5 separate regions of the Mus musculus genome follow, and all the other regions are linked to region 1. The links are chromatin contacts, called in public Hi-C and HiChIP or PLAC-seq maps. All regions are on one chromosome and are shown on one strand. The core of a region is the stretch at or near the end of the contact, and the rest is flanking DNA. Distances in the headings are between cores, read along the strand shown. Region 1 holds the start of Lrrc3b (leucine rich repeat containing 3B). Region 2 holds the start of Top2b (topoisomerase (DNA) II beta). Region 3 holds the start of Ngly1 (N-glycanase 1). Region 4 has its middle 97 kb from the start of Oxsm. Region 5 has its middle 57 kb from the start of 1700062C10Rik.

Region 1 (6,012 bases), core at 904-3,403:
TGCGAACCAAGTCACTGGCCATGAGAAATACACAGAATCTCTGGAGAAATGCATGCATGGGATAACCACCAGCTCCCCAGCTCTCAAGGCTAGGCACAGGCCAGGCTTTCTTTGACTGAGGGTAAGCCCAGTGGTGAGTATGCTCTATAGGGGCCTCCTTGCCAAAATTCCAGCTTTAGGTTGCTTTGCAATGGCTTGCTATTACCTGGAATGCCTTGAGCAAAGGTTTTGTGAGATCAACATCTTCATATCTTAATTTTAAAACATTCTATAGATAACAGGGCTTCAGGCACCAATCTGAATTTGAGAAATGCAGCCCCACTTGAGAGGAAGGCATCGAACTATTGTAGAGATGTTTCAATTGAGAATGCAGGGCATAACTGAAGGAATTTCTTCTATATGCAAAGGATTCTATGACATACTGAATGTGAAACAATTCACTCCATTTCTAAAGGAAGTTAAACAGAAAACATCAGTAAATGCCATTTACCTCTGAAGCAGAAAGGCCCTGAAGGTTAGCATGAAGGTCAGAGATGCTAAGTTCTCTCTCTGGTTCACTAATTAGATTATAAGTAGGGCTTCCAAGAAGCTATCTTTCTCCGGTTTCATTCTTTTAATTGGACATCAGCAGAAGCAGAGGAAACAACCAATCAGCTTCTCATATTAAAGAACATCCTTTGCTGAGCCGGACTTGATTTCTGGTTGCTACAAAACAAATCTAAGTTTATAACAGAGGTGACAAACTCTAGGGCCTGTCATTTATCCTTTTTATAGCATGGGTGATACCAACATTCAGCAAGTCAAGTTGACAACTTGACGAACCAACCAAACCAGAAAGCTACTGTATAGTTTATCTGAGCCATAGTCAGACATTTGTCTTAAGTTGAACCAAATTTATGCCTTATGGACATTACTAAGAGGTGAGTGCTCCACAAGTGCTATTTCATTTAAAACACAGCATCAACCAAAGATTCAAATGTAGGATAGCATAATCAACAGTTGGAAAGACTTGGATGCAAGCCAGCTCTGTGAGATTATGTCGGGTTTCATCTTGAGCTCTGGAACTCTTTAGATAAACTTACACCGATTACCCACGGCGGAGGTCATCTATAACAGTTCAATATGTGATATTTTATTGTATATTCCTATGAAATGTTTCACTATTCATCTTGTACTCTCTTCCAACCTTCCATTGCTTATACAACCTTCCATTGCTTATACAGCAGTCTAGTGAGCATCTCTTCAGATAAATTTTGTGGATGTTCTCAGTTATTTCCTGACTTGTGAGAAGTAGAATCACTGGCACAGTATTACAGACAAATTTTATACTTTCAATGGGAATGCCAAGTTTTCCTTTGAGTAATTAGACCAAATTACATACCTGCTATTCATATATATTTATTTCTAGGTCCTGATTTCTCAGTTTAAAAGTGTTGAAAAGTGATGACAATTCAAATCCAGACTAATAAAATCATATTGTGAAATGTTAGAAATACAAGTCATAGAATATAAAGGTGTATAATGTGGAGCTGCTAGACAAATCACAGCTGCTGGGGGGACTCAGTGGTTTACAGTTTTGCAATGTGGCCAGACCCAGCATACTTCTAAACCTGCATAAAACAGCATCGTTGCAAATGGGGAAATGCTGCAAGCTTTAATATGCTTGATAGAGGTCACCAAATGATAAAGACTTTCTGGTGAGTCCCCATCTGGAATGGGTTTGTTCTAGCTGCTAGCTGCAGTGTGCCTGACTCTTGCCCTGTGCACCCAGTAAGTCATTTTTAGTTAATTAAAAATGTTTGCTTTTCCTCCCCGTTGACAGCAATGGACCTAGGCTAAACAGTTCCCTCTGGTCTCAGTAGTCAGGAAATGGAAGAAAGAATGGGGCCATAGCAACATGTCCTGGAACTGGGCAAGAGGAAGCAAGAGAGGAGGAGGAGGCTAACTAATGTTCCTAGCTCAGCTCTGCTTCTCCAGCAAAGGCTGAATGAAACTCCTCCCCTCCTTATTCAGGATCTCCAGCTAGGAGGCAGAAGAGCAGTGCCAGTTAGGTGATAGCCAGCTCCACCAGTCACGTTCACTCGCTCTAGCTCGTCCCTGAAGCCTCGCCCCTCCTCCATTCCCAGTCCAGGTTTGGAGGCGAGTCCCCTCTAGTGACTGAGCCGCCTGCACGTTGGCGAGTAGCTTTCTGCCTCCCTCGCATCTTTGTCTCCTCCTCCAGTGAGGTTCCGGCGCCCCGCACAGGGTCTGCAGCGGCCGCCGCAGCAGTAAAAGCCAAGTCGTGCCCCACACGGCAGCCCAGGGCCGCACCCTCACTCGGTGGCAGCGCGCAAAGACGCCAGCCGCGCCACGCACCGCCTGCGTCCTGCGCCCCGGCCACAGCGCATTCACGCCGCCGCGGCGGTCGCTCCGGAGCGGAGCCCGGCCGGCGGGCCGGGTCAGGGAGGGTAGTCCAGTTTGCAGTCGGCTGGAGCTAGCAGCACGCACACCCCTAGGCTTATGCATCAAACGCCTCCTCCCTGCGCCACGAGGATGGAGCAGCCATCCCAACCCAGGACTGGCGCAAGGTAAGGTGCAGCCGCCTGTTGCTTTATGCAGAGCGCGGGCTCAGCTCCCAGTCAGGGTGCTTAGGCCATCTCTCTGGGAAGCAGAGAATGGTCACCGCAGTTCTGAGCCGTGTGGAGCCAAACCTCCAGGTCTTTTTGACACAGATCTTTGGAGAGACCCTGCCTGGAGAAGGGAAGTCGACCCTTTTCGCTCTTGTGCAACCAGGTGCCTTGCAGCAGTCTGCAAACTTTTGTGACCCTCCCTTCCTGGTTCTCACCTGGTGCGGTATCTGTTCAGTTCTCGCGTGCGCCCTTCCCCCAGCTACCCTAGCCTTAAGGCATCTGCCCATTTCTCTCACTGTGTTCTTGCAGTTCGACTTTTTGCTTCCTACAGCTCCGGATTCAGAGGCAAGGGCTTAGGATCTAGTAGTGCTTCTCTTGCCTGTCGCAGATGGGAAGGGGTAGGGCTAACCAGGGGAGGTGGAACTTAATGCCACTGTTAATGTCTTCAAGAGCGGTGAGGGTCAGATCGCTCGATCCTGCCACCCCCAAATCGATAATAAAAATCCTCGGAGTGGCTTTCGGTTATGGTTATGTGCTACGGGAAATACAAGTGCTGATCTGGATGGGTGAAGTAAGTGATTTGGGGAGGAAAAATCCCTCTTGAGGTTGCCGGAGGCAGCAGAGGATGAGATCTGCCAATGGGTGAGGGGGGACGGAAAGGCTCTGCTAATGTAGGCGATGGGGCACCTCAGCGTGGCCACTGAAGAGGATTTGGAAAAGAGATTGAAGTCTGTTTGGGGGTGGGGGCGCTGGCCCAGGTGAGGGGCCAGGGAGAGGGGCTAGGTACCTGAGAAGTCCGGAGGTGGGAAGCAGCCCTGGGATTCCTGCCCCGGGGTATTTCAGAAGGCTGGCTGCTTCTGCCTAGGTTAGAAAGAGCTCCCTCGCCAGGAACAAACAAACCTCTCGGCTCTGTTCTGATTGCGTTGGCATCTTGGGCGGTGACTGAATGTTCAGATAATGGACCGAGGACGCTGTCCCTGGCTCTAAGAGGATCACAGCCCCTCTCCTCTCCGGCACCCGCTTGCTCCTACACCCCTTCATCTCCACCACCGGGTTGTAAATCTACGCCCACCTTCTCTGACAGCACTAGGGCGTTAAGGATGTGTATATTCTGGAATGGGAAGGGGACTTTTGGCCTGATCCCCAGGGGTATATGTGTGAGAAACTAAGGCGAGTCCCCAGGTGTCAGCAGATAGGCTGGGGTCCCAACAATCCAGAGAAGAATCCAGGGCAGAGGCTGATCTGGGAGACAGCTTCCCCTTGAGGCTTCAAGGTTTGCACCTAGGCTGAGGAGAGAAGGGAGTGGGGGGAGCCCTTAGCTGGGTTAGGAAAGATCTTTAGCTTAAAGCTGGAGGATGTGTGGAGAAACAGAAGGGGGTGTGCACAGCTCCTCCAGTGAGGGAAGACCTAGCTTCTCGGCCTGGTATCTGGAATCAGAGGTGGGTCTATATTAACTTACCAACTCCCCAGATATATCGTCCTGGTCGTTTCTGATGGTTTGGCAGATGCAGAGATCCACCTTTGCACCCAAGCCATCTGGTCTTCAAGACCACTTTTGGGAAGAGGCCTAGTGTGCATATTGTAAAGAAAGGGTTCTCTCTCTCTCTCTCTCTCTCTCTCTCTCTCTCTCTCTCTCTCTCTCTCTCCTGGTGGGGAACACATCACCATGTATGGGAGAGGAGGCACATAGTTCTCTTCACCCCATATCCAGGGACACTTGTGATTGAGGGCCCTGCACGTCTAGTCCCTACCTAGCCTAGTGGAGAAGCGTTTGGCGGCTGCGCTGGTGCAGGCTATGGACAGTTCTCAGGTTCTCCTTGCATAAACTTCTCATATTCTGGCTTTTTATAGAATAATCTTTCCTAGGTTGCCCTGTGATTGTCTCCCCTATTCTGCTCTAACTGGGGAAAAGCAGAATTGGAATCATTTGGTTAGGCTTAGTCAGAGCCTTCTAGAAGAGAGGTGTACTACCAAGGCCCTTGGAGGAATTCTATCACGGTCACTCCCACACCCAGGCATACCTGGGGCAGCTAGCTCCTTGCTTCAAAACAGAAAGCTGTACAACCAAGAATGGGGATACCCTCCACACAAGCTTCTGATGCATTTCTGGGGCACAAAAAGTGACCATGCCTTCACCAGCCAGACCTCCTCGCAAGTGACAGCACAGCACGCAGCTTCTTCTAATATTCCCGGATATCTGAGGTAGGACCCCACTCTGACAGGTTTCTGGGAGTTTCTAACCTGGATTTGTGCTCTCCTGCTTTTTGAGGAAATAGGGTAGAATCTCGTGGGAATTTGAGAGAATGAGTCAAAACCTCTCTGAGTGGCTTGGGCCAGTAGTTGAACCTTGTGGGGGAGACATGAGTGATAGCAGTGCCTTCTAACATTGCTTGGGTTGGTTCTGCATGCAGGGCCAGATGCTATTATGGGTATTGTATGTGCTTGTGTTACCTTTAATTGACACAATAGCCATGAAAGTGGTCTTATAGGTTTGTATAAGTGGGAACAAAATCATGGAGAAAGCCAGTACATAGAAGGGCTGGTTCCTATAGTGGGCAAGCTGTGTGCCTCAAACTCATAAGCAGATTTTGTAGTAAAGGCTGTCCACGGGGGAGAGGTGAGTGGATGAGGCCCCTTCTGCTTTAGTCTAAGCCCAGGGACACATGCCAGTAGAATCTAGGGTATGGGGGCCAATGCTGCGTGTCTCCAGAGTCAGAGTCTCTTGGAGTGCACTGGAACCCAGTCTAAGAAGCCAGCTGTTGTTGTTGAGCGTTTCCTTTCAACCTGTTAGCAGATTGTTTTTTAATTCAGGAAGAGACAGAGATGGAGACCTGTGTGTGATCTGCTTTGTGCTCAAAAGGCATTTGGAGTAGCAGTAGAATGTCCTTCTGGAGGGTGGATGAGGACATAGCACTAACTGGGAAGCCAGAGCCTGCCGCCTCTCCTGAGGAGGCCCACTGGCATGGAGTAAGGCCCCTCAGTGATGTAGTAGATTAGTAATGTGGGAACCATTGTCTTTGATACCTGGGTCCAGTGAACTTTGCTTATACATAAATACATGCCTACTTCTGATGTTATTCAGCATCTTAAAAATACTGAAGGAAAATAACTTCCTTATTTTTAAAAAAAGGTAGTTTTTCTTACTTTTCCATAAAAATCCCTTTAATCAGCATTACCTGATTAAGTAGAAAACAATGAACAAGTCACCACAAACCTGGATCTGGGAATACAAATGCAGTAGACTACTTATAAGCCTTCAAAGCAACAAAAATCAACTAACCATGCAAATCTTTAATGACTCTAAATAAGATTAAATGGATTATCAGCCATTTCTGAAAAGCCTTATCAAGTTTGAATAGTTCTGTTTTATCCTGCTCACAATCATTTGCTAAAGTTGAGAAAA
Region 2 (6,012 bases), core at 2,535-5,034, 930 kb before region 1:
CAGGGGCTCAGCAGGTAAGGGCACTGACTGCTCTTCCAGACATCCTGAGCTCAATTCCCAGCAACCACATAGTGGCTCACAACCATCTGTAATGGATGCCATCTGTAATGGATGCCCTCTTCTGGTGTGTCTGAAGGCAGTGGCAGTGTACTCACATACAACAAATAAATCTTTTTTAAAAAATTCATGGCAAAAATATAAATATGTGATATACTATTATATATTTTTTAAAGAAACTATAATGTTGTGACTATATCGTTTAAAGACAAAAACTTTCACATAAAAACATTGTAAAGTAAAGGTAGGTAACCCTGAGATGAATTTTACTGAAGCCTGATAATAGATAAAAAAGTATACAATTCTGGCTATCATGTTTTTAAATATTTTGTCACTTTATATAGCTTATTTTATTTTTAGTTAAAATAGAATTACATTGTTTCCTCCCTTTCTTTTTCTTCCTCTAACCCATACCATGTTCTCCCACTATATTAATCTACAATCCAGAGTATTCATTTGAAAAAATATGTCATTAATTTATAGCCTAGTGTTTTCTCAAAAATTTGCTACAACCTGATTAAAAAATTAGTATCTTCTACTAACCAAGTCTTACAAGCTAAAAATTCAAGAAACTTGACTGCTTTAAATTTAGTGTGTATTTAATTTTAAATAGTTACACTACATTTTTCTAATTTCAGTTAGGATACTAAAAACCAAAATCAAATCAAATTAATCATTATAAGCAAAAAGTAGTGTTAAGAACCCCTCTATTGCATTGTGTCTGACACTAAAAGGTAATCTTTCATCACAAGAGAGTATCAACACACAGACTGAAGGTAGTACAGCAACTCCTTGGCTAACATAAGGTAGGTGGATTAACTCCAGTTTTGTATTACTATTCACAAACAGATGGCAACATGAGACTAGCTTCACTGTCGCAGTAAGCCCCCAAACTCCCACAATGAAAATCTAACTTTTCACCTAGCTAAATAATCTTATGTAAAATCAAAAAAAAATAAAAAAATAAAAAAAAAGATTTAAGCTCTCTGAAAAAAAGTCTCACCTGCAATATGTATTGCAGACAGAATATGAGCCTATGTCAAAGCCCACATCAACTCACTGTAACATCTTCCAGTAAAGAAAACCAGCCAGGCCCTGTGTGATGGCTCACATGTGTAATCTTAGCACTCATGAAGCTAAGGAAGGAGGATCATAAGTTCAAAACCCATCTAGGTAGGAAAATGTGCATATATACACTCTCTCCTCTCATACACAAATGCACAAGAATTTAAAGCAACCTGTAAGCTTTATTACAGACATAAAGATGCTCGCTCTAGAAACATAAAGCAAGCACAAACCTGAAAGAGGACTTCTAATGTGATTGTCTTTTCAATAACCTAATTCAACAAGAAATATTATTTAAGATCAAATTCTATTTTACTGTAATTCCCATAATCTAGTTTATAGTAGATTTAGTCAATGTGACTATTTTAGTTTCAAATAGATTTTTTCTAATTTTGAATGAAACTCTACAAATTTTGCTCAATTTTGTATGTAAATTAAAGTTTCCCCATTGATCTTAAAAGGAAAGGTGCCCATTAAATTGTTTATAAAGTTAATAACAGCAAATTAAAATATTGCTACCATGAATTAAAAACAATCCAACTGTGTCACAAAATGTTTGCTATGGTGACAGAATTTGAGAGATGCACTAGCTGCTCTTCCAGAGGAACTGGGTTCCAGAGGATCTGGGTGGCTGCAGTTCCACAATATAGATGCCCTCTTCTGGTCTTCCTTGCCTAGGCACCAGACACTTAAGTGTTGCACAAGCAGGCAAAACACCCATACACATAAAATAACAACGTAAAAATATTTGCCAAAAGAGGGGAGGGGGAACTAGAGAGATAGTTCAGTGGTTAAGAGCACTCACTGCACTTCTAAAGGTCCTGAGTTCAATTCCCAGCACCCATATGGACGGTCACAATTTTCTGATGCTGTCTTCTGGTGTGTGAAGTACATGTAGACAAAAGCACTCATATACATAAATAAATCTTAAAAAGAAATATTTGCCATTGTGGAACCAAGTTACAGACAAACTTCTCAGATGTCAGTGCTTCACAATTACCAGTGACACTGGCATATGATCACACATGTTCAGATGTTTAGTTTTAGTATCCGATAAGGGACAGTAATTTCAATCATTCTTTTCATGGACACTTATCCACTACCTTACTATCTAACTTTTCTTCTCCACGCTCGCCTTCTATACTGTCTAGAAGTACGTATGTCTGGAGATTTGAAGATAAGTACCTGGCAAGTTACACTGTAAAGTATCTTCTCGAGGCCCTGCAAATGCTGAAACTGTTTTTCTGCTCTTCATAGAAACATCCTTTTTATAAACAACACTTGTCGATAGAAACGACTGCTACCCCAGCCTCATCGAAACCTCAACCAAACAAAGAAAACAAGGAACAAAAATGCCAACCAATACCAAAGTTCCTTAGTGTGTTCAAAAGGCGGGGAACTAGGATCCTCTGGAAGGGATGTGTTAAAGTCCCTGAAATGTGTAAATTTTCTGTCCAAGCTGCTGGCCTCATCTACTAAGTCCGGTGTTTTGTTTGGGAAATGACCCTGGTCTGAACTCAGTGCTGAGTAAGTGAAATGCTGGAGTTATCGATCTGTCCTGGGAGCCGCGTTCCAACTGCTCCCGCTGCACTTGCTAAGTCCACCTCCCTCCAGGAACTGAGCTCTGCAATCCTCCAAGTTCAGGCTTAAGCACCCCCTCACCTCCGAGGGACACCCCTGGGCCCCCACACGGTGTACACGGGAGGCTGACGTAAGTAAACTCTTCTTTTAATCCCGCGGGCGGTCTCTAGCCTGCTGTCAAAGTCGTCCCAAATACCCTCTCTGCGGAATGAGCCTTTTCTGGGGAGGCGCAACCCGCAGTGACCATTCAAGTGCACATTCCTCTGGGACAGGCCGCCGGAAGCCGTAGCATACCGGGCACTATTTTCTGGTGCTGCACTTATGGAGGGTTGGCCCGGAGGCTCGCATTATCGCGGTCCCCCCACTCTCGGTGTGCACCCTGAAGTTTCCGGTGAGCATTGTTCAGCAGCCTGAGCCTTGGTGGAGGCGAAAGCAGAGAGAAAGGGCACACGGGGCTAGGCCCCGACTGCAGCCTGACAGGGCGCCCGCCGCACCACGCTCTCACCCCGCCCGCGTCGCCCGCGGCCCACGAACAATGCGCCCGCCCGCGCCGCACTCACCACCCAGGTCAGCGCCCCGTCAGAGCCCGCGAGGCTGGACTTGGCCATGGCAGCGCCTCCCGTGCAGGCCAGGGGCTGCTCGCGCTCCGGGGACGCCGGGCCCGCCGCTCGCACTGACCGCTGCGCGCAGCACTCCTAGCCGCGCCCCATCGCGGGCCCGAGCCGCTGAGGAGGCCGCGCTGCCCGCCGCCCTCAAACTCGAGCGCGGCGCCCGGGCCTACAGAGTGGTCGAGGACTAGGAAGGGCTGGCGATGCGGCGCGGCCTTCCGGGACCCACGCGGGCGATTGGGATCGCGGATGAGGGACGAGGTTGAAGCGGGCCGGCTAGGACTCGCGAGCCAGAGCCCTGACAGGAATGAGCCGCTGCTTCTCCTCAAGCCACCGAAGCCGCAGAGTCCTCGCCGCGGTCGCCGCAGCCTCAAAGGCCGCCACTGCCTCAAAACCGCCCAAGCGGCGTCTGAACCGGTCCTCCGGAGCACAGTCCAAGAGGGACAATAAACAGAGCCGCCGTGGTGGCCTCCCTTTAGTCCGGCATAACACGGCACACACAGGCGCGCTCCGGGAGGGGGAGGGTGCGGTGGTCACCGGCTGTCAGTCAACCATGGATCGTCCAATCACAGCCTTGTCACTACAGTACTTCGACCAATCCCAAAATTTCAGGCCCCTAGGGGGGCGGGACCCGAGGGGAAAACGTCATTGCGGGTAGCAACTGAGAGGCAGACTTGGGTTTTTTGTTTGTGTCTGAGAGAGAGTGTAAGGGAGAGCGAGGCGAGTGAATGGGGTTTCCGTCAGAAGGGAGAGCAGGCGGCTGTCAAGAGTCATTCCGGGGCATCCAAAGGAGCCGGGAGTCCTGGGACAAGGGCTGTGGAAACCTCCGGACTGTGTCCTGCAGACTTGCCGCGAGGCCGCGGGGGGAGCGGGAGCGGGGGGGGGGGGGGGGAGGGTTGGGGGCAGGGAGGCAGGAAGCCCTAGCCGCCCCCAGGGACTGGGCCCCGGAGGGAGCTAGCGAACTGCAGACGGGACCGTGCGCCGCCTAGAGCAGCCGGACCCCGCGCTCAGGCCCCAGGTTGCTGCTGCATCCGCCCGACCCCCGACCGACCGTCTCTCTGCCTTGCCCCTAAACAGGGCAAGCGGTCTTCAGTGCCACCAGTTAGGGAACTTGGGGTGCTAAGAGTGCCCAGAGAACGTTCCCGGGAAGGAATGCGAACGGGTCAGGACTCCCTTTTCTGGCTACAGACCTTTCCTCCCAACAATGCAGACAGGTCCCTGTCACTTCTCAGCTTTCAGGTACACATCATGAAATAGACTTTTTTCGTGTGGAAGCTTTCTAAGAATAAAATTTGCAACGCCAAAGCTTTTGGCAGATGGAAGAGCTCTTGACTTCACCCAGCCTGTAAATGGAATTGCATTCAACAAGTTCTCTTTGGGCATACTCCCAGCCATGCTCTGTCAGGCGTGGCAATGGGTTTAAAGGGACAACAGCCTCCTCCGACGTCAATCTTCCAAGAGTGACTAACAGGAGGACACCACACCGAAGAACTTTACCCAGCTAGAGCTAACAACTTTCTGTGAAAGTATTTCCTTGAGTCTCTCCGGCAGCTGAGTGCTTCCCTTAAGGGAAACTTTGGGGTCACACCTCTCAATCGCTGCTGCATTCTGAATCCAAGTGGGGAGCTCTGAAACACGGAAATCATTTCAATGTAGTTCTTAATTAGCTCTCTGGAGACCGTGGAATTTCAGTTTATTTGGGGATTCTGACTAAGAACACCAAAACCTTTCTTTACTTTGAATCTAGTGTTAAAGCTTATAAAGCGCTAGGCAGGATCTAAGCTGGGCTGCGCCCCTGACTCTAAAGCACCACAGTCATGTTACCAGCTTTCCCAAGTCCATCATCGGGCCTTCTTACCTGGGGACTTATACTCATTTATGTATTGTGACTTTACATCCCTAAGTACCCAAATACTTCATGTTAGAAAACAGATGATTTTAAAGGTTGGGAATTTTACAGATAAATGTATGTATGCTTATATAAAAGCCAAGCTGTCCCTTTCTCTGATTTTGAGAGGTCTTGCTGTAGCTTAGGCTGACCTTGAACCCTTGATCCTTTATCTCAGGCTCCCAATCGCTGGGATTCCACGAATAACCACCATATTCAGCTCTTGTCTTCTTTTTAAAACATCATTTTAAAAACTCTTAAGCTTCAAATTTTGAACCCAAAATCCAAATAGTTAATTAGTAAAATTCATCTCCCTCTGATGCACTGTTTAAAAGTCATTGGCTTTATAAGTGTAAATAAACTTTTCTAATTATTGTTACTAACCTAGGGGCTGGAGAGATGGCTCAGAGGTTAAAAGAACTTGTTCCTCCTCCAGAGGACCCTGGTTCAGTTCCCAATACCCACGTAATAGCTCAAGACTTTTTTGTAACTCTAGTCCAAAGGATCCAATGGCCTCTCTGGCCTTCTTGAGCACAAGGCACACAAATGGTGCACAGATATACACACAGGCAAAACAATTGTATACATAGTTTTTTTTTTTAATTCAGTACACAAAATTAAATGAGCAAATGAATATTTTAAAGCAGACATTTGTGACAATTAGGTAAATCCCAACTGCTGAAAGACTTTTTATAATAAAACCAGTTGCTCAAAATTTGACCACAGAGTTTCCATCAAGAATACTGTTCAGTAAGTGTATCGTAAGCAGAGATCCTGAGTCAGACCCATGCAGGTTCTCTGGCTGTTGGTTCA
Region 3 (6,012 bases), core at 1,897-4,396, 810 kb before region 1:
CAAACACTGACTACTTATCAAGGTACAGTAGTGTATACCTATAATCCCAATATGCCAAACGACGGAACTGTTTCAATAACAAAAAACAATTCTCAAACACCAAAAAAACCACAAAACCCCCACTGTAGGGCACAAGACAAAACATTACAAAAATAATTGCATGTGGGAGGAATTTGTACACTAGAGGGGATGGTGACAGGGAAAGAGATGAAGAATAAACAATGGGCTACAGACATGAAATTTCAAAGAACAAACAGTCAAACACTCCACCAAACTTTTCACCTAATTTAATAGAAATAATAATAATAGCAACCACCTCAGTAGTTGCGATATATGTGCCAGGTCATTTATGTTGGGTAGTCCTAGAATAGAGTATTTTTCTTCCTTTTATAAGGTAAACTTAAACTTGGAAATTATATGTAAATTGCCTATAATGACACTTAAAATAGTTGACTAAAATTGAAACTTACTGCTCTGGTTAAAATGTTTATACATATACCACCACACAAGCTGCCAGCAGACTCACCAACTTTCAATTACACTCAATTTCTCTACGTGTCAGTGGCAACCTACATTAAAAATTAGAAGTTTTTTGTCTTCTATTACTTCTTGCATTGTCATTGAAAATTCTCTTTCTCCATTCCATTGGGTTTATTGTTATGATTATGCAGTGACTTCATAATCAATGCCTGTTTCTTCTAATGGTTTCCTCCCGGAAACTCCACTGTAGAAACTGTGAGTCACCTTTGCCTATCCCTTCACTAAATGTCTCATGTTTGGTCTCCCTACTACCTCCTAACATAAAAATATAAAGACAGAGACATTAACACTGTCTTGGAATTGTTCTTTGATGTTACACTGTAGCTGTTTTTCAAACCTTTCTTCTCCCAAATACATTTATATTATTTGAACAAAGAAACTATGTTTGATTCTTGGTTCTTCACTCAGTACAGTTAATAGTCAAACACTATGTGTGCTTTGTAAACAAAACAGTACAATATCAAATATTTATATTAAAGAATAAATGAACTAGGGACAGGGGATCCATTTAGATGGTAGAGTGCTTGCCTCCCATTCATTGAGCCCTGGCTCAATCTGTGGCAGCTCATAACAGCAATTGTGGTAGCCCACACCTGTAACTTAGAGGTGTAGGTAGGAGGATAAGAAGTTCAACATTATTCTTAGGTACATGAAAAGTTCTAAACCAAACTCTGGTTCATGAATCAAATTAGCTAAGCAGCTCACCTGTGATGTCAGGAAAACTAATACAGAGTTGCTTTGTTTTGCTCTTGATAAAGTCCATAGTAAGCTCATCTTATCTAAAATGGGTGGCAGCTTTTGCATACAAATTAGCACACATTTCTTTTGGAGCTTATTTAGATTTATTACTGTTAGGATATGATAAATATTCAAGCAGAAATTTAAGAGTATTATTTCATTGTAGATTTCAGTGACAAGTATCTACTTCAAAACAAGCTAATGCATTTTTATTTGCATATCCATTCTATAAATTGTTCTGATACTGAGGCAAATGAGATGCTGGGACAATATGCCTTCAATAGTGCCTCCACTATGGCACTAGTGGGTTTAAAAGAAAATAGCAATGCAAAGAGGAACCTGATTTTCTCTACCAAATTACAGAAGTATAATTATAATGTGCGGTCAGGGACCAGGAAGACATGGAGCTTTTCCTTAAGAGTTAAGAAGTCACTGGATTTGGACATGAAGAAGCAGGATATCATCTCCCAACCAAGCCAGACCTTGAATTCTAAGAACACAAGGACACTTGTTGAAAACAAACTAAAGGAGCATTTTCTCACATCAACCTGAATCATTTCTCTTACAAACTGCTCTAATTTCCTTTATAAAACAAAAACTCCAAGATCAGAAATGTAAGCCACAGTAAAGGCTGTAAAATGAACCAGTTTCTTTAAGAAATTTAGTAAATATTCATAATGATGGTCATGATCCGAAATAACTGTCTGCATGCAAAGCTATCTTTCAAAGTACTCTGATCTTAGCATCTTTGGTTTCATTGTACTAACAGAATCGAAATGTCTTTACAAATCCATCCTTCTCTTATGTATGGGGGTGGGAGGTTGAAGACTTAAACAATTCAGTATGAAACGCCAGCTGTGGGCTCTGGAGAATCAAGCTTATGAGTTCTTTCAGACACCTTGTACTCTGAGGTGCTGTGAGATCTCAGGGTTAAGCTGAGGTGTCATAAAGGAGGAAGGCCATCTTCACACAAGTCACAATTATGTGCAAGCCCAAATGCTGCATAACATCTGGCATAGAATCACATTATATTCCCTTTTCAAATATATTTTAAATATCACTAATGTCACCTAAATGAAGAATTATGGTTGTGGTGGCACACACCTGTAATCTCAGCTTTTGGTAGGTCGTGACTGGCATGAGTTCTGGGGTACAGATCAAGTTCCATGCCAGTTTGGGGTACAGGACAACACCTCAATGTCTCTAACAACTAACTCTCTAAAGCTGGTCCGCATGAACTGTACAGCCTTTAAACTAAGAATTCCTACAGACTTCGGGTCGGTGTGTTTGTAAGAGCCAGCGCCCAGGGGCTCAACTGAAGTGACCTCCACTGTCTGCCCCTCCGCATCCCTTCCCCACACTCTTTGACCGGAGCGGCCATGGGAGGTGCTGACTCAAACTCCCAGCCAGTTGTGGAAAGTGCTGCACTCAGTACAAAGGTGACTTGACACAAAGTTCGTAACTTAAACTATAAATGTGTCAACCGCCAAACTCGGCGTGAACGTTTAACTGGCACTCGGGCTGAGCCACAGCGCCGGGATCCTGCAGCGAGATGGGACAGCACAGCTGTCAAACTCAGTGACAGCCTCGGCGGGCCCTCGTCGCCCAGCCCGCCCCGCCTCAGGCCCGAGTGTCCGCGGCCCCGCCCGCCTGCGGCCCTCAGGCTCGAGGGCCCCGGCTGCACCTCAGGATGTTGTCGGCGTAGGTGAGCAGCAGCTTGGAGGCCTCCAGAAAGGTCTCCGGGGTGTTCTGGCATAGCTCGGCCACGGCCGGGGACGCAGAGCTCGACGAGCTGCCCAGTGTGGCCGACGCCATGGCTGCGCCGCGGCCTTCGCCACCTCGCGCACCGCGGCCCGCACTGAGCAGGCGCTGAGGAGCGCCTAGGCCGCCGCAGAGGCCTGCGGCCAGAGGGCGGGGCGAGGAGCCGAGGGGCGGGGCGTTCCGGGAGGGGCTAGGGGCGGGGCGAGCCGCGGAGAGGCCGGTTGCGAACGTTGGGGTACGGGGTACAAGGGGCCGAGCCAGTGGAGTAGATCTCGAGCTGTGGTGGCTGCTTGTGTCGGGTAGGGTCCCAGAGATAATTGCACAGCCTTCTTTTTACGGTAGATAAAAGTCTTTTGTGGAAGAAAAGACTCCAGAAGACCGAGCAAGTTTTTGTTATGTCTTTTTTTTGGGGGGTGGGGTGGGGTGGGGGCGGTTATGGGGAAGGGAAAGTGATCATGGTCTGTGGCCTAGGCTGGGCTCACACGGGAATTTACTGCAGTCTTGCCCTTTGGTTACTAGTGTCCGGCTTCAAAAACAGAGCATAGCTCAGAACTCTTCTGGGTTTCTGATTTGTGTATTTTCCGAATTCTGTTGATGAAAACTCAGTTGTTGCTCACAAGGTATGATTCTGATGCAAGGAGCATTTTGGGAGTGTCCTATGGATACTCGCATAAAACCCATATACAATAATAGAATAAAATGAGGAACAAACAAGTAAATAAAGTTTATATACACATTGTATCCTTTGACTCATACTGGCATATCCCTTACCAGTATCCTTAATTTATCTTAGAAAGGGAATCACTAACCTCCTTAGCTGATGCCCTTGTCACTGACATCAACCCTGGAAATTGGCTCCAGCACTGAGCTTCATACTCAGTCCTCATTACTTCTTTTTCTTCTTCAGAAGAGGGTTTCTCTGCATAGTTCTGGGTAAAGTGGAACTCCAGCTATAGATCAGCTTGAACTCAGATCCACCTGATCACTGCCTCCTGAGTACTGGAATTAAAGGCTTGTCTACCACTACCTGGCTTTTTTTTATTACTTTTTAATGTTGAAATGCCACTAAGAGTGCACTTGACCTTGATTTGTAGTCAGGAGTTTTCCATGCTCCACTCACCTTGAATAGCTGGAATTACATATATGAATCACTAGCACGTAGCAGGTACTTGTTGGCTTTGTGTTTTAAAGATATTTACTTATGTGACCTCGTTTGACACTTTATTATCTGTTGTTTTTTAATGTTTCTGGGCAATTTCTTCGGAGAATTTTCAAGAACTTCTGAATATTCATCTGTAAAATATACCTACATTTTTAGCACTTAGGTTTGTAGACCAACTTCAAGAATATTGTTTTCAGCTAGGCATGTTGGCAAATCCCAAAACTTGGAAGGTAGAGGCAGGAGAATCAAATATACATACATACATACATACATACATACATACATACATACATACATACATATATCACTACTACCACCACCACCAAAGACATGAAAGAAGGAGGCAGATGAGGGAAAGGGGGGTTAAAGGGGAGGGCAAAGGTGATGGAAGAGAGATAATGGATGGACTGTGGCCAAAGAACATTGTATATCTATGAGACTTTGAAAGAATAAGTCTTAGAAAGAGAATATTATGTTCAACAAAGTATGTTATTAGCTGTTGTTTAAATTTTTCAGTGGCTAACTACTAGCATTTTTTTTTCTGGTCCATAACAAAGTAATAATTATGTTTGTGGCCCAACTTCAAATGCTGTATTCCCAGCTATTTGCTGTGAGTGTTGACTGATCCTTGTAATCCCAGTATATAAAGGATACAGGCAGGCCAGCTGCTGCAGCCTTGTTAGGAAAAGTGCATTATGGGAGGCAGTTAGGTTTTGAGAGTACATGCTCCTGCCCTATGTCCAGGTTACTCCCTCTGCTTGTGCTTGTGGTAAAGGATGTGAGTATTCAATTTCCTTCTCTGGCTGCCATGCCTGCTGCCATGCAGTTCTGCCATCACGCACTCTAACCTTTGTACCCATAAGCCAAAGTAAATGGTTTTATAAGTTGCCTTGGTTGTGGTGTTTTATCACAGCAATAGAAAACTAGGGTAAGCATGGTTTCAGATATTTTTTGAAAACTTGTGCTGAGCTTGGAAGTAAATTTATCATATTGTGTTATGGAAGTCGTTATTCCTGCAATTCTAGTACCAGCTGCTATTTCTAAAGCGACCAAGAGTGGCATGACCTGAACTGCCCTCTTATGTTGGGCAGCTATCATATCTACAACTGGGATTGGTAGGGGCTCATTTCCCTGGATTACTCCCAGTTCAGGGAAAAGGAGTACCAACATGCAAACTCCTGACTGACAGAAACGAGTACTAAGAGAGTGGGATATTGCTGGGATGAACTTGACCATGTGGTTTTATTTTGTGGGGCTAGGGGAATATTTATAGAAGGCTTTGGGAAGACTTGGGCTAGAAAACAAGATAAATTGTACTGTTTGTAGAGAAAAGGAGATCTAGGGAGCTTAACACTACAGCCAAGGCATGTGCTAGAGAGAAGATGTTTCACATAGTTGAGAAGTTTGCCTTGTACTGGAACAAAGGTAAAGGGTACTCTCTAGCCAAGACCTCACTCAGCAAAACTTCCAGCTTGTACAATAGCCTAAAGTCTTTTCTGATCCCAGAAAGTTACTGAATGAAAAAGTATTGCTGCTAATGTGATTCAAGTGACCCCATCCCTGGCTGGCAGCCACAGTGCCAGGTTTAGACTTGAAGGATACAAGAATGAAGTGTCACAGATCCTACCTCTGTGGCTTCTGAGAGCCTCTGAGGCCAGGCAACATGTGGTATGGAATTCTCTGCATGAAGATACTGAGAGAATAAGAGTCATGATAGGCCATTTTGTAGAGCTGTGAAAGGGAAGCTTGGGTTCCAGTGGAGACCACAAGATGTTGGAGATATCAACGCTATGAGAAAGCTGCCAAGGAGG
Region 4 (6,012 bases), core at 1,005-3,504, 710 kb before region 1:
CTATCCATATTTATCTATTCTATTTCTCTTTTCTAATGAGATATATCTGTTTCCTTTAGTCCTTGACTCTATACCTATATTCTGTGGCTCACCAGGTACACAGCTTCAGCTAATCAGGGCAGCAGGGGCATATCTCCATCAAAATGGATTCACCGGTATCCTGGTACACCTGCGCACCTCTCAAGATGTTTGTGGCTTATATGAGGAAATCAGGTGCAAGTCATACGACTTACCTGCAGTCCCTGGCGCCTTTGGGACTGCTGCCACACCCGCTCCTCACACGCTCCCATAACTCTGGGGCTACAGGGTGTCACCTTGAGATCCCCAGTTCTGGGGCTGCCCTTTGTCCACCCCCCCATCAAGTAGGGTCAGTGGCTTCGATGCCCACCCGGGGCCAAGTGGAAAGCATCTGGCAGCCCTCCTGCATCCGCTGCCCAGAGCATAGGAGGAACTCTGGCTGGGTGTGGGCTATCCTCCCTCCCCACTCTTCCCCTGCCCCCTTTTTAGTTCCCATAAGCCACTATGGAAATCTGTTTAACTACACAGAAAGATGGGAATTAATCTATCTCAAGATCCAGCTCTACCACTCTTTGATGTATGCCCAAAGGATGCTCCATCTTCCTACAGAGACACTTCTCAAATATGTTTATTGCTGCTGTATTCCTAATAGTTAACTGTCATTTGATTTGTTGATCTCAGCGATATTGTCAAATATAAGATAAAACCTCAAGGAAGTTTGAATTTGCATTTCCCTGATAGCTAAGGTTGTTCAACATTTCTTTAGGTGTTTCTTGAGAATTTGAGTTTTTGCTATTGAAGATTCTCTACATAGATCTGTATTCCATTTCTTAAATTGGATTATTTGTTTTTTTTTTAATATATATGGTTTATTGAGTTCTATAGATACTTAGAATATTAGTTCTTTATTGGATGTGGAGTTGGTAAAAATTTTGCCCTGGTTTGTAGGCTGACAATTTGTCTGAATGATGGCACCCTTTGCATTACAGAAGCTTTCAGTTTTATGAGATCCCATTTATTATTAATTGACCTTAGTGTCCGTGCTAATGGTGTTCTTCTGTTCAGAAAGTCTTTTCCTGTGACAATGAGTTCAAGGCTATCCCACTTTCTAGTGTATTTGGTTTTATGTTGAGGTCTTTGATATTCTTGAACTTGCATTTTTTTTTCAAATATTGTTTGCAGTTTATATGTTAAGAGAAAGTTGTAAAGTCATAAATGGTCATTTAATGAGTTGCTTCATAAACCCAAACAAGCTAGTTAATCAGAGTTAGTACTTAGGTAAATAACAAGTAAGTAAAAGCCATACATCACAGTGCCCAAGTAATAATCTTACTAAAAGGCTAGATGGGATGTGGGGCTTTAATTAAAGGCCCATAATTCAAGCACTAAAAATCAGGTAGGAAAATATCCATTTGCTACATAGCAAGACAGTGTCAGAAGGAGAGAGGAGAGGAACGAGGTCGCCCCCCCCCTCCCGTAAAGGGTCTCTCTGTGTAGCCCTGGCTGTCCTGGAAATCACTTTGTAGACCAGGCTGGCCTCGAACTCAGAAATCCGCCTGCCTTTGCCTCCCAAGTGCTGGGATTAAAGGCGTGTGCCACCACACCCGGCATGTTTTTTTTTTAATTAAATAATTTTTTATTAGATATTTTCTTCATTTACTGTTGGCGCCAGCCTGTGGCTCTCATGTCCAAGTTTGAGCCTGGGAGGCATCCAGAATTGAAAGAGAAGAGGGAACCTAGGCAGGTTGAGAAATAATGGAAACCAAGACAAGCTTTTCCGTTCAAGGCTCAAATGTTTAATGGCGAATGCACTTATAAAGGAGGGGGGAGGCCCATTCTCACCAATTCATCCTTGGAGCCAACCTGCAAGTGACCATGTGCAGGATAGGGTGTGGTGTCAGGAATAGCTCAGCGGCCTCCCAGCAGGTAGCAGTATCTTGAAGAGGAACAGCGAACAAGAACAATAGAGTGGCTGAACAATAGAGTGATCTAGGGAGGCTCCATCTAGGTGGCAAAGTTGAGGTCTGGCTCAGCCAGCTTCAGGCTGGGGGAGGTTACAATTGCCTCCCTGTTATTAATATATAAAAAAAGCTGGACTGAGGCATAAAATTTATTTATGCTTTATAGTTCTGCCTGATTTCTTTGGGCCTAGTGAAGAAACCTATCTCAGTGGGATTCCCTGACTTTTCTCATGGTAAACCCACCTATTCGCTCAGCCATTGTGTTTGGGTGAGACTGGATACTGCCTCAGGTAAACACTGCGGACTAGCCCTGAGCTAATCCTGCTTGGTCCAATTATAGCCAAAATCTACTGTCTGAGGGTCTAATTCAAAAAACAAACATATCTAGATAACTCTGTCTAATTTTGTAGTGCTCTCATAAACAGATTACTCTTGAAATAATCTTAATTAACAATACATGGGTAAGTATAAAATCTTAAATTTGTGATCAAACTGACAGCTGCAGTAACTGGAACACTGGCAATTTTTTAACCATGATTTTTAAGTTTCTTATGCAACATTAGAATAATATTTACAGCCTTGGGAAAGCAATACCCAATTTCAAAGCAATATATCACTTTAAAACCAATATTAGTAACTTTATTGTCACGTTACATAATTTGGCTGCCAATTTATACCTATGAAAGTATGACAGCATAAATTTTAATGCTCCATTAAAGAGACATTGTTTTAAATCTTGTCTTTAATTCTACTTTCTAGGATAAGAATCACATTAGATATTATCTCAACTAGAAGAATTCCTAAGAGGCCTAGTTTTTTCGCCTGCTTATGCCACGTGTTTGAAAGACTCCAAACCTGAGTTGCCAATTTAAGGCTAATTCTGTTACCAATGTTACAATTATTTAATCCTAACCAATAACTATGAGCTGATACTCTTGTGAAGACACGCAGAGCACATTACCAGTAAAAAACCAAATGAAGCGGCTACACGTAGACCAATCAGAGAATTTTAATTTTTCTAGCGATAATTATAAAATAAAAAGCACCTTGTGAACAGCTAAACACAATATGCATAAGCTCAGAGATTTTTGTAGGGAAAACAGCCATCAGTTCCTAGCAGGGGCTTCTCCAGCTACACTAGACTTCTAATTACTGGTACAGGGCTCCAAAGGCCAATTGATACTGCTTATTTATTTTTTCTTTTTCTCTTTCACCAAATTATCCCCAGATAGTCGGAGAGTACTGCTTTTCTTAAGCTCGTTCTCTCATGTGTAAACCATCTCTTGTCAGGGTATAAGGCACCTATGAGAATTACCTTCGTTTCTCTAGATTTTCACATAGCTCTAAACACATACACAAAAATAAACAAAACAGAGACCAACAGATCCAGACACATGTGACCCTTTATTGTTCTCCACAAGCAGGCAAAAGAATTAGATGATTTTGGAAGAGTAAGCTTCCACTTCAGAACTCTGTCTCTCTGACCAACCGATCTCTGGAGACTACCAGGCATCCCTGGCTCTCCCCACTTCATAGGGCGTCCCGGGGGCAGCAGCAGTCTTCCTAGCACATCTCCTGACCACAGTCCTCTGGTCCTTACCAAGGCCCGAAAGGACAGCTGCAAATATCAAGCCGCTTTTCAGGAAACCCCATCATCTACAAACACCAGAGAAACCAAACTCAGGCGGATCCAAACTCAGACTGCACCACGCTTCAGAGACAAGGGACGAAACACAGACAACAAACCAACACAAAGAGCACATGTTCGTTTCAGAAAACTTAAGACAGACACTCAGAACAAAGACATTGGCCGGCACACACACAAGAGGGTATTCTCTGATTTTCTCTCTGTCTCTGGGAGAGTTTCAAAATCTACTTTCGTCCCACCTGATGCAGTTCCCAACTGCAGCCATCTGCCTGTTCCATTGATTTACACCCTTATTTTTCTCTCGCCTAAAAATCAGCTGAAAGCTGCAGCCAACTGGCTGCTGTGTTCCTAGATCCTGATATCACTGCTGAACCTAAGTGAATCAAGCGCACGGGTCAGCGCTCTTCCAGCGTAGACTGTACCGCACCCCTAGCAAACTTTTCACCGTGCCCTGGTACAAAATTTCTAATTCTTTCCTATCTGTGGAGCTCCATACCAGCAGTGTTTCTTCCAGAGTCTTCTGCCATTCCCAGGCCCCACGTTGGTACGCCAAATTTTGGGGCCAGCCTTTGGCTCTCATGTCCAGGTTCGAGCCTGGGTGGCAATCAGAGCTAAAAGAGAAGAGGGAACCTAGGTGGGTCGAAAAATAATGGAAACCAAGACAAGCTTGTCTGTTCAAGGCTCAAATGTTTAATGGAGAATGCACTTATAAAGGAGCGGGGGAGGCCCATTCCCACCAATTCATCCTTGGAGCCCACCTGCTGGTGACCGAGTGCAGGATAGGGTGTGGTCTCAGGAATAGCTCAGCGGCCTCCCAGTAGGTAGCTGTATCTTGAAGGGGAACAGCAACTTTTGGCTGAACAATAGAGTGATCTAGGGAGGCTCCATCTAGGCAGCAAAGTTGAGGTCTGGCTCAGCCAGCTTCAGGCTGGGGGAGGTTACAATTTACATTTCATAAGCTACCCTGAAAGTCCCCTATACACTCCCGCCATGTTGCTCCCCAACCCACCCACTCCTGCTTCCTGGCCCTGACATTCCCCTGTACTGGGGCATATGATCTTTGCAAGGCCAAGGGCCTCTCTCAATGATGGACTACTAGGCCATCTTCTGCTACATATGGAGCTAGAGACATGAGCTCTGGGGGTACTGGTTAGTTCATATTATTGTTCCTACTATAGGGTTACAGACCCCTTAAGCTCATTGGGTACTTTCTCTAGCTCCTCCATTGGGGGCCCTGTGATCCATCTAATAGATGAGTGTGAACATTCTCTCCTGTGTTTGCCAGGCACTGGCATAGCCTCACAAAAGATAGCAATATCAGGGTCCAAAGTCAGAAAATCTTGCTGGAATATGCAATAGTGTCTGGGTTTGGTGATTGTTTATGGGATGGATCCCCTGGTAGGGCAGTCTCTGAATGGTCCTTCCTTCCATCTCAGTCCTGAACTTTGTCTTTGTAACTCTGTACATGGGTATTTTGTTCCCTATTCTAAGAAGGAACAAAGTATCCACACTTTGGTCTTCCTTCTTTTTGAGTTTCATGTGTGTTACAAATTGTATCTTGGGTACTCTAAGTTTCTGGTCTAATATTCACTTATCAGTGAGTGCATACATGTGTTTTCTTTTGTGACTAGGTTACATCACTCAGGATGATGTACTCAAGATCTATCCATTTGCCTAAGAATTTCAAAAATTAGTTGTTTTTAATAGCTGAGTGGTACTCCATTGTGTAAATGTACCACATTTTCTATATCCATTTTTCTGTTGAGGGACATCTGTGTTCTTTCCAGCTTCTGGTTATTATAAATAAGGCTGCTTTGAACATAATGGTGCATGTGTTCTTATTACCAGTTGGGACATCTTCTGGGTATATGCCCAGGAGAGGTATTGCTGGATCTTCTGGCAGTACTATGTCCAATTTTCAGAGGAACCTCCAGACTGATTTCCAGAGTGGTTGTACCAGCTTGCACCACATCATCTCCAGCATCTGCCGTCAACTAAATTTTGGATCTTAGCCATTCTGACTGGCATGAGGTGGAATCTCAGGGCTGTTTTGATTTGCATTTTCCTGATGATTAAGGATGTTGAACATTTTTTTCAGGTGTTTCTCAGCCATTCAATAATCCTTAAATGAGAATTTTTGTTTAGCTCTGTGCTCCATTTTTTAATGGGGTTATTTGATTTTCTGGAGTCCAGCTTCTTGTGTTTTGTATATATTGGATATTAGTCCCCATCAGATTCAGGATTGGTAATGATCCTTTTCCAATCTGTCGGTGGCCTCTTTTGTCTTATTGACAGTGTTTTTTGCCTTACAGAAGCTTTGCAATTTTATGAGGTCCCATTTGTCGATTCTCGACCTTACAGCTCAAGTCATTGCTGTTCTGTTCA
Region 5 (6,012 bases), core at 2,246-4,745, 650 kb before region 1:
ATGTATATGGTGTTGTGTGTCATGTGTGTATTTGTGTGGTGTTTATATGTGTGTATATGTGTGTCATGTGTATGTGTGTGGTGTGTGTATATGTGGATGTATTTCTATATGTGGGTGAATATATGTGTGGGTGGTGTGCATGTGTATGAGTGTGTGTATGTGTGTATGAGTGCATATGTTTCAGTTGGTGTGGTGTGTGTATGCATGTGTGTGTATGAATGTGTGTGTGTATTTACATGTGTGTCACAGAGAGAGAGAGAGAGAGAGAGAGAGAGAGAGAGAGAGAGAGATATTCTGTCATTTGGCAAAAATACAAAATTGCTTCTGCAATTGTGAAGGCTGAGGCCCTGAACTGGATTTAGAATAGTCTATAGTCTGGAAAGAAAGAGTCAGAGTTTAAATTTATTATTATTATTATTATTATTATTATTATTATTATTATTATTATTATTATTTTGTAGTCCGTAACATGTGTATGTTCTCACACAGATATTTCTTAATCTTTAATAATGGTAGGAGAATTTTCTTTCAGGTATATAAAATGTTCTCCTTCTCATAAAAAATCTAGAAAAATGACCAGCAAATGATCTCCTTCTAAGAAACCTTGCACAGAGTCAGAGCACAGTCAAAAGTTATGATTTTGGTACTGGTTACGTGGGATAATCTACAGCATGTTTAACAGCACATAGTCACTGAGATGATCCCATTAGATAGCGATTGTTTGAGGAAATATAGTTCTCATCAGTACAGTCTTTTAAAACTGAATCTTAGGGATTTTACTGAGGCTTAGAGGAACAATTTCAAGTAAATTCTCACATTTTGAGAACTTTTGCTTTAATTCAATGGGATTGCTGAGTTATTGCCATTGAATTTAAGGTATGAATTCCTAGGGCAAAAGAAGGGCTAGGAGTATTCTAAGAGAAGCTCAGAGCATCAGGTGCTGAGAATGATGACCCCATCATGGTGGCTCATGACATGGCACCCTCATCTCTGACAGTGCATCTGCTTTCCCTACTCACTGCTCCTTCTGATCAGCATCTTCTTTAGAGGTTCCCTGCTGCATTGTTGCTAGTTCTGAACCACTTCCTTATCCTCTAGGTCTGAGAAATAACCTATGTCTTTGCAATGGTCTGAGGAAAAATGGTCTCCATAAACCTACACATTCAAAAACGTAGTCACCAGGAGGAAGTGTGTCACCAGATCTCTCTCTCTCTCTCTCTCTCTCTCTCTCTCTCTCTCTCTCCCACTGCCTGCAGCTCACTATGTGTCTCTCAACTACTTTTCCAACACCATGCCTACCTGCACAACACCGTGCTCCCTGCCATGATGATAATAAAACTAAACCTCTGGAAGTGTAAGCCAGCCCCCAGTTAAATGCTTTCTCTTACAAGAGTTGCCTTGGCCATGGTGTCTCTTTATAGCAATAGAATACTGAATCCTGACCAAGAAAGTCCTTTGGAAGCCTTTGCTACAATAAGCAACAACAATACATACAGTAAAATAGAAACTATAAAACCTCATTGTCTCACAGATCATCTCTGAAAGATCTATATGTTATTATGAGTTCTTTAATTTTCTTTGTCCTAATAAGACACTCACAATGCATTCATCCAACTCAGAGTAGTAGTTACATTACAGTAAGTCCAGACAAACCATGTTCCCAGAGTTTGTTGGTTGGTGTTGAGATTTTCACCATCAGTGTCAATTGTCCATTGTTTGTCTCAGTGGAAAGAATTTGTGTGTTCTACAAAGATATGCTTTGCTAAGTCGTATTCGTGATTCTGAGAGAGGGTTGTCTGTACTGAGGCAAGGGCCTATTCAGCAATGATTTATAAGCATCTTCGATGTGTAAAGCACTGAGTAGAGAGGATTGAATTGTAAGGTTTATGATGTTCACCAGAGAGGTAGTAATGAAGACACCACCTTCCAAAGTCACAGTATAGAGTAAAGGTAAGCTTTTCCTATTGAGGTTGTAAGCCACACATGATTTGTAATCTTCTTAATACAATGCATCGAAGCAGAAGCTAGTTTATATAAAGCATGGAGTACCCACATGATGAAGCACGAGCTCCTCTTAGGAGGCCAGGTCAGGCCACGAGTCACCGAGCACTAACCAGTGAATAGCAAGCATTTTGAAAGTTGTCTGGGGGCATCTATAGAAAATAAGTGAAAGAAAAAGTTTATTAAGCTCCCACATTCTGCTGTGCCTTAAAGTATGTAAGAATAAGAATAAGCTTTGTCTTTTGTTTGAGCTGGTGTTTAATGGTAGAGGTGTGTGGGATTGGAAGTTTCAAAGCCTACTTTTAATAAGGGTTCTCAAATGCTTCATTTCCCCACTTCTAGGCCACAGTTCAAAGCTAGGGGAGAAAAGATGGTAAATAGAACAATGGAATGTAGACCTGTTTAGAAGTATTTCTTTGGGGCAATTCCAATCTCCATTGTCAGGATAGTAGCAGTCCAGTTTAGTAGTATCAGGATACCAAACATGGATCAGCAGCAGTGGCATGATCTAGCAGAAAGAGCCAGGCCTCAACTGAATCAGCACAAGTCAGCAGGAGTGACTAGAATCAGCTAGGACACAAGGAGAAGTTCTCTGTCATGCCTCTTCCAGTGAAGTGAAGATCAATGAAGTTGTAAGACCAATGAAGTATTGCAAGACTAGATATGCAAGCGCACCATCACTGTCCATTGAGTCCTATTTATACTCTGTCTAAACATCATGTGTTCTCCCACAGGTCTTGCCTCAGCAAAACATCAGGCTAGTCTGCATCAGAGAAACACCAAATGATTCTGTATAACATGACATAACCAGAAACTTCCACATCAGAGGTGCTCTGAGAACTTCTACAGTTGTCTATTAATTTATACTGTATTTGTACTTGAAGTCTGGGCACCATGTTCTGGAGGAATGGTTGAAATGACTCTTGATATATTCTTCTCTTCTTCTTCTTCTTCTTCTTCTTCTTCTTCTTCTTCTTCTTCTTCTTCTTCTTCTTCTTCTTCTTCTTCTTCTTCTTCTTCTTCTTCTTCCCCTTCCCCTTCCCCTTCCCCTTCCTCCTCCTCCCCCTCTTCCTCCTCCTCCTCCTCCTCCTCCAGTCATCCTCCTCCTCTTTCTCTCACAGATGATACTTTGGACTAAATTTTTTTTAATGTTTTTGAAACCTCAAGACTCATGTCCTTTCTACTAGCAGAGGCTGAAAAAAATGCTTTTAGTCACTATGTGATGCTCAGCATAGAATCCAATAGAATTCCAGCTCAGCTAGACTCCAAAGCATTTTCTGGTGGAGCTGGTGGATGAAGCCCAAAGTGTCAGCATGCATAGCTAGAATTTCACACTCTACCAGGTGGTCTAGGGCAGAACACTGTGGGAATGACCCAAACAAAGAAGAAGGACCATATTGCTGCACACAAGGTGAGAGGCAGCATGTCCAATCTTAGGGGCCTTAGGACTCTGAGGTGGAGGCTGAGAGAGCCAGTTATTTGAGACTCAAATTGTTGGCACAGATAGGCTGAAGGCTCAGCAGGGAGAGAAGAGAAGCAGAAAGCTTTCCAAGAAGAAGCTGTAAACTGACCTACTTATTCTGACGATGAGATTTGCTTCTGCTTCCCCACAGGCCAAGCCCAGGTTCCCTGACATGAAATCCAAGCACTCACTGGTAAGGACGTAGAGACTAGGGATTTTTTTCAAATGCTTGTTTTTCTTTTTTCCCCCAGTAAGGATTCTTTGCCCTACTGGGTGATAACTGTGCCCAGCCTGGAAATAGTCATGGTAATGAGGATTATTTGTGTGGCGTCAACAAGTCCAGAAAGGAGTGGACAGACAGCATGACCATCTGGTTTCTGTGATCTTCTCTCGCACAGGACTCATAGAACCTATGGGAACATATGGGAGGAGAGTGGGAGGATGAGGGGGCTGGAGGAACAGAGGCAGGTGCCAACCTGTCCTTTCATTTTCCTGAGCTCTCTGCCAAAAAACATTTACTCCTCTCTTTTAGTGGCAAGAATGACCCTTTTCAAATCTTTTTGTGTCATAATTTGGGATGTCCGTTTCTTAGACGTATAGGGCAAGCTATAATACAGGCCTTATTGGCAGAGAAACTGATGACTTGTGAGTAGCTGGCTCTTTATGGTGGTATGTGACAGTATGTTAGGATGTAAATGGCATCTCTGAGTTCTATCTACCATGAGAGTAACCTCTACTCTTCCACAGCTGCCTCCAGGCACTAGCAAATGCTCCAAAGGGATAGCTATGGGCTATAGGGTTGTAGCAGGTTAACCTGGGCAGAGGCTGAACATACCAGCTGGCTGAATTTGAAACAGAGGAATGGATAGGGATTTTATGCTAACCATTCATGATATCTTTGTTGAAGAAATGTTCATCATACAGCATCAGTCTACAAGTCAACAACTTAGTGTAATTACTAAAGTAGCAATAACAAATGCACACCTGAATCTAAGGTGGCATCCTTTCCCTTTAAATATTTCATCTTTATTATTTGATTTGTGTGTGTGCCGTGTGCTGTGTGCTGTGTGTGTGTGTGTGTGTGTGTGTGTGTGTGTGTGTGTGTGTATGTTAATCCAGAAGATGTGAGATCTCTTGGAACTAGAATTATAGGTGGTTGTGAGATGCCTTATATGGGTATTCAGAACCAAAATCAGGCCTTTTTTTCCCATCTGAGAATGAGTCCACAGCCTTGTGGATGGCAGGCAAGAACTCTAGAACAGAACTGCATCTCCAGGATTTTCCTCAAAGGCCGTAAATTATCTGAGTCTGTGTCTGTCTACTCTGAGGATGGTGCTGAGTGCTGTTCAAATCCTCCCTGATCCTGAGAGCTTTCCGTGATGCTGGCTCATGGTTCAGCCTCTGGGCAGGAATCACCCTCACCTGAAAGGAACTGCCATGGTTTCTTGCTTCTTAGGAATGACCTATGCCAGTGATTAGGGTTTCTGAGGGGAGGGCCTGTTATTCAACTGGGACTAAACTTAAGGGTGAGTCCAGTTCTACAACTTCTGTAATAAAAGTTCAGCTAAACTAAGTGTGGCAACTGTATTCAAGTTCTAAGTCTCCTTGGGTTGAATTCTTTATTCCTTTGTATTGGCTGTGAGGGTTAGTCAGGACTTTCTTCATGTCCAGACTGTTTCTGGAACCCAGGGTGGACTCCTATCTTAGTTACGGTTTCTATGACTATGATTAAGCATCATGACCATAAATAACTTGGGGAGGAATAAGTATATTCTTCTTACAGTTCTCAGGTCACTCTCACTGAGGGAGTCACAGCAGGAACCCAAGTCAGGTGTGAGGAGGTAGGAACTGAACCACAGAACCAAGAAGTGCTGCTTCTTGTTCACATTGGCTATACAGGCACAATCATCTCTAAACAGTCTGATTTTGGTCTGTACTCTGGAGACAAAATACATCTTTGTGCTGTTTGAGTCTGTTATTGGAAGCTTTTGTATTAGTCAATGGAGACTAAATCATGCTGCAAAGATAGACTCTTTTAGCAGCGTAAATCTTTTGGATTGGCAAAAGACCATCACTCCACAGAAAGAATATGTTTTAATCCCTGTTCAGATGTGACAAAGATATGTATGGAAAATTTAGTTTTTGCAGAGGGTAGAGCCATGATCTGTAGAGAATGAGGACAGGTCAAGTCTTGAAGCTGCAGAATCCCAGAGACAAATGCAGGGCATGTCTACAGTGCAGGGTCTCGGTTACATTGTCTTCCCTGCAGGATCTCCAGATTTCAGTGGACTGAAGGCTGTCATGTGCCTTTTCATCTTTGGTCTTTCTAGATGAAAGAGTTCACATCTGAATCTAGGAAGTGCTTATTTTATAGCTATATTTTTTCTTATTAAAATATCCTGGATATGAGAGAGGCAGAACACCTATCCCTTTAGTTCCTTCAAGTGTTAATCAAGAGTTATGTGCAGGTTACATAAACTAGCCAGCATAAGGCTGCCGATGATAAGTTTCTCCTCCTCCCTGTTTAGTGGATCTTCTCCCTCTAGGGA

What was found. Hi-C and Micro-C count contacts between places; a contact is called where the count stands out from the background. HiChIP or PLAC-seq counts read pairs in DNA pulled down with a chosen protein or histone mark.
Region 2: a Hi-C map of cerebellum shows a contact between it and region 1, with 2.3 times the contacts expected there. The contact joins the promoter of Top2b here to the promoter of Lrrc3b in region 1. A contact is called at or near these places in 8 of 39 promoter capture datasets (cranial neural crest, embryonic stem cells, frontonasal cranial neural crest and 4 more), 7 of 484 Hi-C or Micro-C datasets (cardiomyocytes, cerebellar granule neurons, cerebellum and 3 more), 7 of 115 datasets of contacts at active chromatin or transcription factors (astrocytes, embryonic forebrain, embryonic stem cells and 2 more) and 1 of 9 other capture datasets (embryonic stem cells).
Region 3: an H3K4me3 HiChIP or PLAC-seq map of embryonic stem cells shows a contact between it and region 1, with 29 read pairs. The contact joins the promoter of Ngly1 here to the promoter of Lrrc3b in region 1. A contact is called at or near these places in 7 of 39 promoter capture datasets (cranial neural crest, embryonic stem cells, hippocampal neurons and 2 more), 1 of 484 Hi-C or Micro-C datasets (embryonic stem cells), 7 of 115 datasets of contacts at active chromatin or transcription factors (cardiomyocytes, embryonic forebrain, embryonic stem cells and 2 more) and 1 of 9 other capture datasets (embryonic stem cells).
Region 4: a contact with region 1 is called in an H3K4me3 HiChIP or PLAC-seq map of embryonic stem cells, with 4 times the contacts expected there. The contact joins the enhancer-like site here to the promoter of Lrrc3b in region 1. A contact is called at or near these places in 1 of 39 promoter capture datasets (second pharyngeal arch cranial neural crest), 1 of 115 datasets of contacts at active chromatin or transcription factors (embryonic stem cells) and 2 of 9 other capture datasets (embryonic stem cells and liver).
Region 5: a contact with region 1 is called in a Hi-C map of cerebellar granule neurons, with 3 times the contacts expected there. The contact joins the enhancer-like site here to the promoter of Lrrc3b in region 1. A contact is called at or near these places in 7 of 39 promoter capture datasets (the 3T3-L1 cell line, embryonic stem cells, hippocampal neurons and 3 more), 2 of 484 Hi-C or Micro-C datasets (cerebellar granule neurons and cerebellum), 1 of 115 datasets of contacts at active chromatin or transcription factors (stem cell-derived neural progenitor cells) and 2 of 9 other capture datasets (adipose tissue and liver).

The regions. Positions count from the first base shown.
Region 1 is chr14:15,435,128-15,441,139 of GRCm38.p6, reverse strand. It overlaps Lrrc3b (leucine rich repeat containing 3B), which reads left to right and starts at 2,153. Exons shown (of 2, transcript NM_146052.4): 1 at 2,153-2,567. It overlaps B230110C06Rik (RIKEN cDNA B230110C06 gene), which reads right to left and starts at 3,517. Exons shown (of 3, transcript NR_152122.1): 1 at 3,397-3,517.
Region 2 is chr14:16,362,978-16,368,989 of GRCm38.p6, reverse strand. It overlaps Top2b (topoisomerase (DNA) II beta), which reads right to left and starts at 3,784. Exons shown (of 36, transcript NM_009409.2): 1 at 3,264-3,784. The coding sequence starts at 3,311.
Region 3 is chr14:16,246,448-16,252,459 of GRCm38.p6, reverse strand. Ngly1 (N-glycanase 1) reads right to left here and starts at 3,146. Exons shown (of 12, transcript NM_021504.3): 1 at 2,963-3,146. The coding sequence starts at 3,093. It also overlaps a transcript of Oxsm not described here.
Region 4 is chr14:16,142,918-16,148,929 of GRCm38.p6, reverse strand. No RefSeq gene overlaps it. Among named protein-coding and RNA genes, the nearest start is that of Oxsm, 97 kb to the left of the region's middle. Within about 2 kb of position 2,254, at least 6 of the 459 cell types and tissues checked have an H3K27ac peak or open chromatin away from gene starts, as enhancers often do. A contact at or near this core is called in embryonic stem cells, where this site is marked.
Region 5 is chr14:16,090,799-16,096,810 of GRCm38.p6, reverse strand. No RefSeq gene overlaps it. Among named protein-coding and RNA genes, the nearest start is that of 1700062C10Rik, 57 kb to the right of the region's middle. Within about 2 kb of position 3,495, at least 4 of the 459 cell types and tissues checked have an H3K27ac peak or open chromatin away from gene starts, as enhancers often do. A contact at or near this core is called in cerebellar granule neurons and cerebellum, where this site is marked.